2 separate regions of the Delphinus delphis genome follow, and region 2 is linked to region 1. The links are chromatin contacts, called in public Hi-C maps. All regions are on one chromosome and are shown on one strand. Each heading gives the region's core, a stretch centred on a gene start, on an enhancer-like site or on the middle of the called end of the contact. The rest is flanking DNA. Distances are from core to core; before and after follow the strand shown.

Region 1 (3,928 bases), core at 219-2,718:
ACCCCTCAGACTCCCTATCACAGTAAGGAGTGGGGGTAAGGGTGGAGTTGTCTTATAGTTATTTTAAAAATTTTGTAAAGCCAAATAGAAATCAAGTTTTTGTCATCAACTATCTTAGCTCATTTGGTAATACCAGTGCTACTGACTGAAGATCTGATTGGCAGTTACAGATTGCATTGTTAAAATTGGGAAAAGGAATGAACACTTTGGTAGGCATGGAATCCAAACAGGGTGGCCCTTTGCTTCCTTGAGTTTAGAAGCAACCCCAAGGCTCAGTGACCCAATAAATAATAATTTGTAATGCGGCTGGGACACAGACTTGGCATTTGTAGCGTTGCTGTGAGAGAGCCACTGTGGGCTGTGTGGTGAGCCTGGGCACCAAATGCCCCTGCTCCAGGGCTGGATGTAGCTGATAAAGACATTAGATCACATTCCGCTCCTGTATTGTCACGAACCGAGGGATTTGATTGGATCTCTGGCACGGCCTTCTCAACTGCTAACAGACCACCTCACTTCATGAAAAAAGGCCCTCCATAGTGAAAAGCTGACAACCAGAGCCCCAGACTGTAACCTCTCTAAATAACAGCATCTTTAGCATCCAAGCCTTGCTACTTTTTAAGTTTTAGTTTTAGATAATTCACAATTTTAATAGAATACACAGAAAGATCCTGTCTACCTTTTATCCGCTTTTACCCTCTGGGTAACATCTTGCATTTGAAACTATAGTACAGAACATTCCAGGATACGTATATATAATCAAGATAAAGAACATTTCCATCTCCATAAGGATTCTCTCCTATTTCCTTTTTACAATCACACCCACCTCCCTGCTGCCCCCTACTCCTCCCTAGCCCTTGGCAACCACTAATCTGTTTTCCATTCTTATCCTTTCTTAAAAAAACCCAAAAAACCAAACACCCTGATTTTCTCATAACCAGAAGGGCAAGGAGTCCAAAGTTAGGTCCTTGACCCCAAGGGACATGTTCTCCCTGTCGTAAGCGGGACACCAAAGCCCGCTCAGAACCGGGGCTCAGTGGAGAGGGGCGGTGAAGCCCAGGGCTCTGATATTAGCACGGTTCCTGGTCTTCTCCGCCAGGTGATCCTCAATCGCCTGCCACGAGTTCTGGAGCCCGCAGCAGGAATGTTGCCTTGCGTGATTTTAATTTCATCTTCCTGCTTATCTCAATAACACAATCCGCGCTTCAAACTCCAGTGAAAAGAAAACTGAAGTGGCCCCAGGAGACTCTTATCACCACCCGGCACCTTGGGAGCCTGGGAAGATGGAGCCGAGCGAGTGTGCGGGTGGAGGGTGGGTGGGGACTACCTTTCCTTTAACCTACTTCCGCGGCGGCCCCACCGGACTGTGTGCGCCCCTCAGGTGACGGCGCCCGAGGGTATTCCGTTGCTAGGGGCGTTACCAAGGAGGGGCCACGAGGAGGGGCTCTCTTCCGGGAGGAGGGCAACTGGTAACCCGGAAGCGGTCGGCAGTGCGGCGCTGTTTAAAGATGGCGGCGGAGGAACCTCAGCAGCAGAAGCAGGAGCCGCTTGGCAGCGACTCGGAAGGTACCGACCGGGGGAGGGCCGTCCGGCCTGGGCTAGCGGGGGCGATGCTGGATGGCCGGTTCCCGAGGAGAGGCCAGGGGTGGGGCGGCCGGTGGCGAAGCGCGCGGACGGCCCCTTCCTCCGCCACCTCCCCCCCTCCCCCTCACAATGGAAGGAGCCTCTGCGCGACCCCCGGCCGGGCGGGCGGGCGAGCGAGCGAGCGGGGCGGGCCCACGGCCTCGGCTCTTCTCCCTCGCTCGCTCCCGGGGCGGGGCCTAGGCCGCCCCGCCCAGCGCCCAGCCCCCTCCGTGCCGGGGCCGGGCGGCGGGCGCCGGGCGCCGGGCTCCCGGGTCCCCAGCTCTCCCGCCCCGGTCCTTGCAGTCAGCCCCGGGCGTCCTCCGGGCCCGGCTGTCCGCCTTCTCCAGAGCCGACCGAGCCCGGAGGGGCGTCGAATTACGCCGGGCTGCGGAGCACAAAGGACTGGGTGGGCCGTTGGGGATGCTGCGGGCGGCCCGGGGTTGTGAGCGGCCGCAGGTGTGTGCCCCTGAGGGCAGCAGCCTTCGTTTCCGGTAGAGCCCCCTCTTCTGGCTTTGCAGCCTCTTTCCGCCTGTCTAGGCATTGTTTTCTTAGACCCCTGAAGAGTTGGACCTTTCAGAACGATCCCACCCTCTTCTTTTCACCCCTGAGTTAGACGCGGGGACTGACTAGGTCACTAGGGTGGGAGGGACAGCCCTGTTGCGGGGCAGCATAGGGGATGGGTGGAGGCCCAGCTGAGGATCCGGGATGCTCAAGCTCAGAAGGATTGGCCTTAAAAATCATTCCGCACCCACCTCCCATTCTAATCGCACAGTCGAGGGACTGAGCTTTCGGAGACCCAGCCCCCTAGAATGGACTTGTTCAGGATCATGTAAGTTAAGAAAGAGCCAGGGCCAGGATTCAGATCTCCTGGCTCCTCACCAGTGGCTGCTCAGAGCGGGGCCCACAGGGTGGACCTGCCCAGCTCACTGATGAGTATTTAACACTGTGCCTCTAAGGTCGCACCTCCTCATGACACTTCAGTGAAGGGGGAAGGTGGTGGTATTAGTCCCTATTCACAGCTGAGGATAAGCCTCGGCAGTGAGAGTGAGATAGCAGAGGAGGGTTATTGTGGTGAAGAGTGCAGGCTTTGAAATTAGACAAACCTGGGTTTGACCACAGGTCTTAGACCTTGGGCAGATTTCTTCACCGGTCTGCATTTGTTTATCTGTAAAATGGGCACCATTAAGAATACCCAGGATGGCAGGTGGAGGAAGGGTGTGATTGAGCAAAGTGCAGGCTCACAGGAAGCTCTCATCCAGCCCAAGACTCTGCCTCCTCATCTTTCTTTCCTCAGGAGACCCTGCCTGGCTCCAGAGCATTCCCAGGCTACTGGGAAGTGATGTTAGAAGGCAGGGAAAGGGTTTGTTAGAGCTTTAAGAGTGTACCTTGGGGGTCGTCACCTTGGCCTCCTCACTTTAAAGATGAGAAAACTAAGGCCCAGGAAGGGAAGGGACTTTGCCAAGATCACACAGTTGCGGTGGAGCAGGGTGTGACGCAGGCTTCCAGATTCCAAGTCTGCTTTCCTCGCCTGCTCTTGTCCTCCGCCCAGGCTGCCTGGAGTGGGGATAGCCAGGGCCCACTGTAATCCTTGGCCTTCTTCCTTCTTCCAGGTGTTAACTGTCTTGCCTACGATGAAGCCATCATGGCTCAGCAGGACCGAATTCAGCAAGAGGTGAGGGGCTGTGGCCAGCGGCCCTACTTTGGGGATGCATAGGGTGGACCTGAGCCCCCTCCTCTCCAGGCTGAGCCGGGTACTAGATACCTTTATGGGGGGCGGTGGTCACTGTGCCACTGGGCTCAGCAGCTCTCATTTAGGTGTTGTGGCTGATAGGTGGGGGTCACTCCGTTCACCTATCAGAACATGATGGATTTCCTGCCCTCTGCAGATTGCTGTGCAGAACCCTCTGGTCTCAGAGCGGCTGGAGCTCTCTGTCCTATACAAAGAGTATGCTGAGGATGACAACATCTATCAACAGAAGATCAAGGTGGGAGCCTGGCTGAGGGGGCAGGGAGAGCTCTCGGGTAGGGACAGGGCGGGAGCGTGCCTGTTTTAGACCTGCTCCTCGCTGGGTCTGGCCTCAGAGAGGGTAGGATGTTGGGGGAGCCCTCTGGTTCACAAGCATGCAGACTCTGGAAACAAAAAGACCTCGATTCAAATCCTGACTGCCACACAGCAGCTGTATCCTCAGCTGCTCCTTCGATGTCTCTGAGCGTGGAGTCTCTGAGTTGTGGGGTCTTCATCTGTGAAATCAGGATGATGAAAGCATCTGCCTACAGGGTGGTTGTGAGGTTGAGGGAGATGATGCCT
Region 2 (4,206 bases), core at 1,471-3,970, 160 kb after region 1:
CAAAGGTGGAAACTAATTTCCCTCCCCTTGAATGTGGGCCAGATGAGGCATTTGGGCAACAGCCATTTCACAGGAGTGAGCCATCTGGGAAGGGCTCACTCCACCCCTAACCAAGTCCCCGCCAACCTCCTGAGAAACCCTGAGCCTGACCACCCAGCTAAGCTACTCCCAGCTTCCTGAGCCTCAGAGACTGTGAGATAATATAAATGTTTGCTGTTTTAAGCCCCCAAGTGTCTGGGTAACCTGTTATTATGCAGCAATAGGTAACTAAGACACAGAGAGACCTCCGTGTGTCTCACCCCCACAAACTGCCACCTAACGGCTGCTGGGGGGCGGGCGGCTTCACACCTACTGCTGGGGTTCCTGGGGCAAGCCCACCCTCCTCACACTGCCCCCTGACTGGACACTGGCACTCACGCGGCCCCATCTGCCACGGCTTCTTTGCAGCACTGACCTCTACCTGGCATTGTCTCATTGCCTTGATCACATCCTCTACCGTTTCTTCCCCCTAAGCTCCGTGAGGCCAGGGTCCTTGCCTGTCTCCCCAGCACAACAGTGCTGGCTACATAGAAGGCACTCGATAAACATGGACTGAATGAATGGAAATCCCAGCTCCTAGCAGAGAGCAGCCTGGGAATCCCTGACCCATCAGCTTCATGAGGTCTGGAAGTTTTCAGTGGCACCCAGGAATGGGAGGGGCGGAGAGCTGGGTCCTAGAAAAAGTGGCGGATCCAGGAACAGGTGCCTGGGGCCCTGGCCTCCCCAGCTCTCTTTCCCACCACCCTGGGTTACTGTTCTCTGACAGAGAAGGGAAAGCAGGGCTCCCTGCGGGGACAGTCCCCGTACCAGGGGGCCAGCCCCCACTCCCCACCCTGAACGGTGTTCTGGGGCCAGGGCTGAAGGGCTGACAAGCACTCCTTGTGTTCCGGGAGCAAAGTCAAGTGCTTCCTGCTGGTGCTTTAAGATCCCAGTGAAGGCAATGCAATTCATGACAGTGGTAAGTCATCTTGAACTCTACCTCCAATCCCAAGAGGATGCCTTCCCCTTGCCCCCAACCACAGCCCGCCCTAGGCCTGCCTTCCCAACCCCATTGGCTGAACCCACTTCACCACAAGGGCCCAGCCAATGAGCTGCTGACCCTGTTCTTTTGAAAGGGGATCCAGCCCGAATGGTCACAGGAGCCCAGGGAGCAGGCCCTGAAGGGCAGGGGCAGCTGGACAGGCAGCCGGGGCTATTTGGGGCTCTGCAGGTCAGGTTGCCTGCCTTCCCTGCTCTATTCGGGCCCAGAGTCCAGCCCTGGGATTCATGCCCACCAGGACTCATGCCCTGCCCCAGAGCGGGAGGAAATGGATCGATTCCTGGGTATTGGAGGTGGGGGGCGGCGGGGGGTCACTGTTCTCATAGGCACAACGCCCCATCCCTGCCCTGCCCCGCAGCTCCTCTGTCCTGTGTCCCCCAGGAATAAGGCGGAGAGTGCTCACAAGTGTCCAGAGGCCAACGTTAAGGGCAAAAGGGCACCAAACCACGTGCCTAGAGAGGCAGGCCCCCCGGGTAGGCGTGGGGGGAGGTGGAACCGGCCTGCTCAGGGAGGCCACTCCTTGTGGCTATCTGATCCCACCAGGTGGGATGCCAGCCCCAGAGCTGTCCCCTCAGCCCATTCCCTGCCACTCTGCCTAAATGCCACCCCTTGAGAAACCATACTACGCAAAAGCTGGGGAGTTCAGAGCCTGTCCGATCCTGAAGCGAACTCCGAGTGACTCTGGCCTATTGGTTCTGGCACTGGGCCTCAGCTTCCCTCGTGCACAAGATTAAGGTACTAGGTCTTGGATGCTCCCTGGGGGTGCCCAGCAACACATTTCAATGGCGTGAGGCCACCCTCCTCACACTGCCCCCCACTGGGGACCTGGACCTGGTCGGGGCGGTGAAGTAGTTTATGGGGCTGGGCACACGGGGGGCGTGGCTGTTAATGGGGGTCCATACCGGGGCACATGGGACCTTAACTTCCCCAGTTCTCTGGGGTGGACGAGGCTGCTGGTGGGGTGCTGTCCAGCCGGAGAAGGCCCACGTAGGGCCGCCCTCGCCCCTCGCGCCCCCCTCCTGCTTACACTTACATTTTGCCTCCTTCCAGTCGGTGGAGGTGCTCAGGTCCACCTTCGCCGCCATGGCCAGGGGGGCCCAGGTGCGCACCCCGGCTCTCCGCCCCACCGCCGCCGCCCCCCAAGCCCCAACTCCCGCTGGGGTCCGCGCGCGCGGGTCGTACGCGCCCAGGGACGCCGGAGGACCGCACGCAGTGCTGCGGGTCCGCGTGGCACCCGCCGAGGGGCCGGGCCAGGGGCGCCGGGCGCCGAGCAGCTGCCCCGCCGCGCGCAGCTGTGCCAGGCGGCCGGACACTCGGCTCTGCAGAGACATGAGCGGGCGGCGCGGGACGGCTCCCCGCCCACTTGGACTCTATTTACGGTGCTCGGGGACTCTCTCCCTTATTTACTCGGGAACCAGGTGACGCGTGCCAACCCGCGGCGACCTGCTCAGGAGCCAGCGGGCCGCGCGGCCAGAAAACCCAGGCGCGCCGCTGGGCACCCTGGAACTTGTAGTCCGGGCCGCTGACGGGCCCCCGCACTCGTATACACACGTGCGCGCCCCGCCCGGCCAGCGGGGTCGCGCTGCGCCTGAGCCCAGCTCTCGCAGGGTCGCGCGGCCGCCGCGCGCATCCTCTTAGGGCTGGCTCGGCCTCCGCCAACTTCCTGGTGGGAGGTGCCTCCCGCCCCCGGCCCCGCCTCCGCCCCTCTGGCCGGGCGTACTGAGTCGAGCGCGGCTCCCTATGGGTCACCAGGGACCCACCCCGCCCCCAGTCCCCGGGAGCCGCGCGTCCCCGCCGGCGGTGGGGAGGTGACGAGTGGCGCGAGCGGGTACGTCCGGTTGGGCGACTTTCCCCAGGTCGCTGCGCTGCTGCTTCTTAGCCGGCGGTGGCAGGAACCGAACCTAGAGCAACTAGGGAGGCAAAGGTGGAAATCGTGTAATTTGAAGGCAGAAAATTAGAGTTCCAAGTGGCCTTCTCGGTGGAAGAATTGGGGTGATTTTTTTCTTTATATTTTTCCTAATTTTTTACAAGGACTATAAGGATGGATTTTTAAAATTTTAATGTCTTTCTATACCATTTTATTATTTGATAAATATGATACTGGATATTTTTTTGTTTGTTTTTGGCCGCCTCCCGTGGCTTGCGGGATCTTAGTTCCCCGACCAGGGATTGAACCCCAGGTCCACGGTAGTGAAGCGCAGAGTCCTAACCACTGGACGGCCAGGGAACTCGCCATAGTGGATATTTTTTTAACCTGGGACAAGAAGCCAGGGTTCCAGAGAAGGTTTTAGCACCAGCTTTGCTCGTTCTTACTCGGGTACACTGGCCCCTGTACCTTGCTTCTTGAGCTGTATATTAGGAAGACAGCTCTCAGGTCTGACCGTTGCAGACCTGCCTTGTGCTCCAGGCCTCTCTGGCGCTGAGTGTGGCGATAACTCTTCACAGGGCTGTGAGGAGGATCACAGAACCCTCCTGTGGATGCAGCTGGCACCACTGTGGTGCCCAAGAGAGGATCAGTGGGAGACCTGTGGGCAGAGAGGGTAGATCAGAAGCCAGGGGACAGGAAGGAAGGGCCAAGGGCCCCCAACACTCCAGGACCACCAACGACGAGGCCTGCGCCTTTCCCCGAAAAGGTCAGCAAGATGAGTTCAAGATGCAGTAGTCAGGCCCCCAGGCCTAAGGTCACCTCACCACTTGCCGCTTCTCCAATAACTTACCAGGGCAAGAAGGGCCTTGCCAACTGCATCCAGGACAGCAACCATTCACAGGGGACTAGGTACCAGCTGGAGCTGAGCTAAGCCCTCTACACGCATTTGCTCTACTTCCATTAACTCACTATGTGCTCCCCACAGCCTGGTGAGGCAGCACTGCCCTAGGGCACAGATGAGAAGCCTGGACTGGCCCAAGGTCAACATGGCCTATGGGGGTCAGAGTCCAGGCTTGGGTCAAGGTTGTTTGGTTCCTATCTGTGGTCTGGTAAGTGATTACACAAATGTCACTGATTCAGGCAATGAAGCATGTGGGTGACGCTGTGTATTAGCTTCCTGTTGTTGCTATAACAAATTCCCATAAATGTAGCAGCTTAAATAATAAACAAGGGCTTCCCTGGTGGCGCAGTGGTTAAGAAT

Evidence for each region. A called contact is a pair of places that touch in the nucleus more often than the background predicts.
Region 2: a contact with region 1 is called in a Hi-C map of lung, with 4 times the contacts expected there. The contact joins the promoter of MACROD1 here to the promoter of OTUB1 in region 1. A contact is called at or near these places in 2 of 3 Hi-C or Micro-C datasets (lung and muscle).

The regions. Positions count from the first base shown.
Region 1 is chr8:102,316,431-102,320,358 of mDelDel1.2, forward strand. OTUB1 (OTU deubiquitinase, ubiquitin aldehyde binding 1) reads left to right here and starts at 1,469. Exons shown (of 7, transcript XM_060019107.2): 1 at 1,469-1,563; 2 at 3,231-3,292; 3 at 3,507-3,605. The coding sequence starts at 1,506.
Region 2 is chr8:102,475,466-102,479,671 of mDelDel1.2, forward strand. MACROD1 (mono-ADP ribosylhydrolase 1) reads right to left here and starts at 2,721. Exons shown (of 10, transcript XM_060019109.1): 1 at 2,112-2,721. The coding sequence starts at 2,409.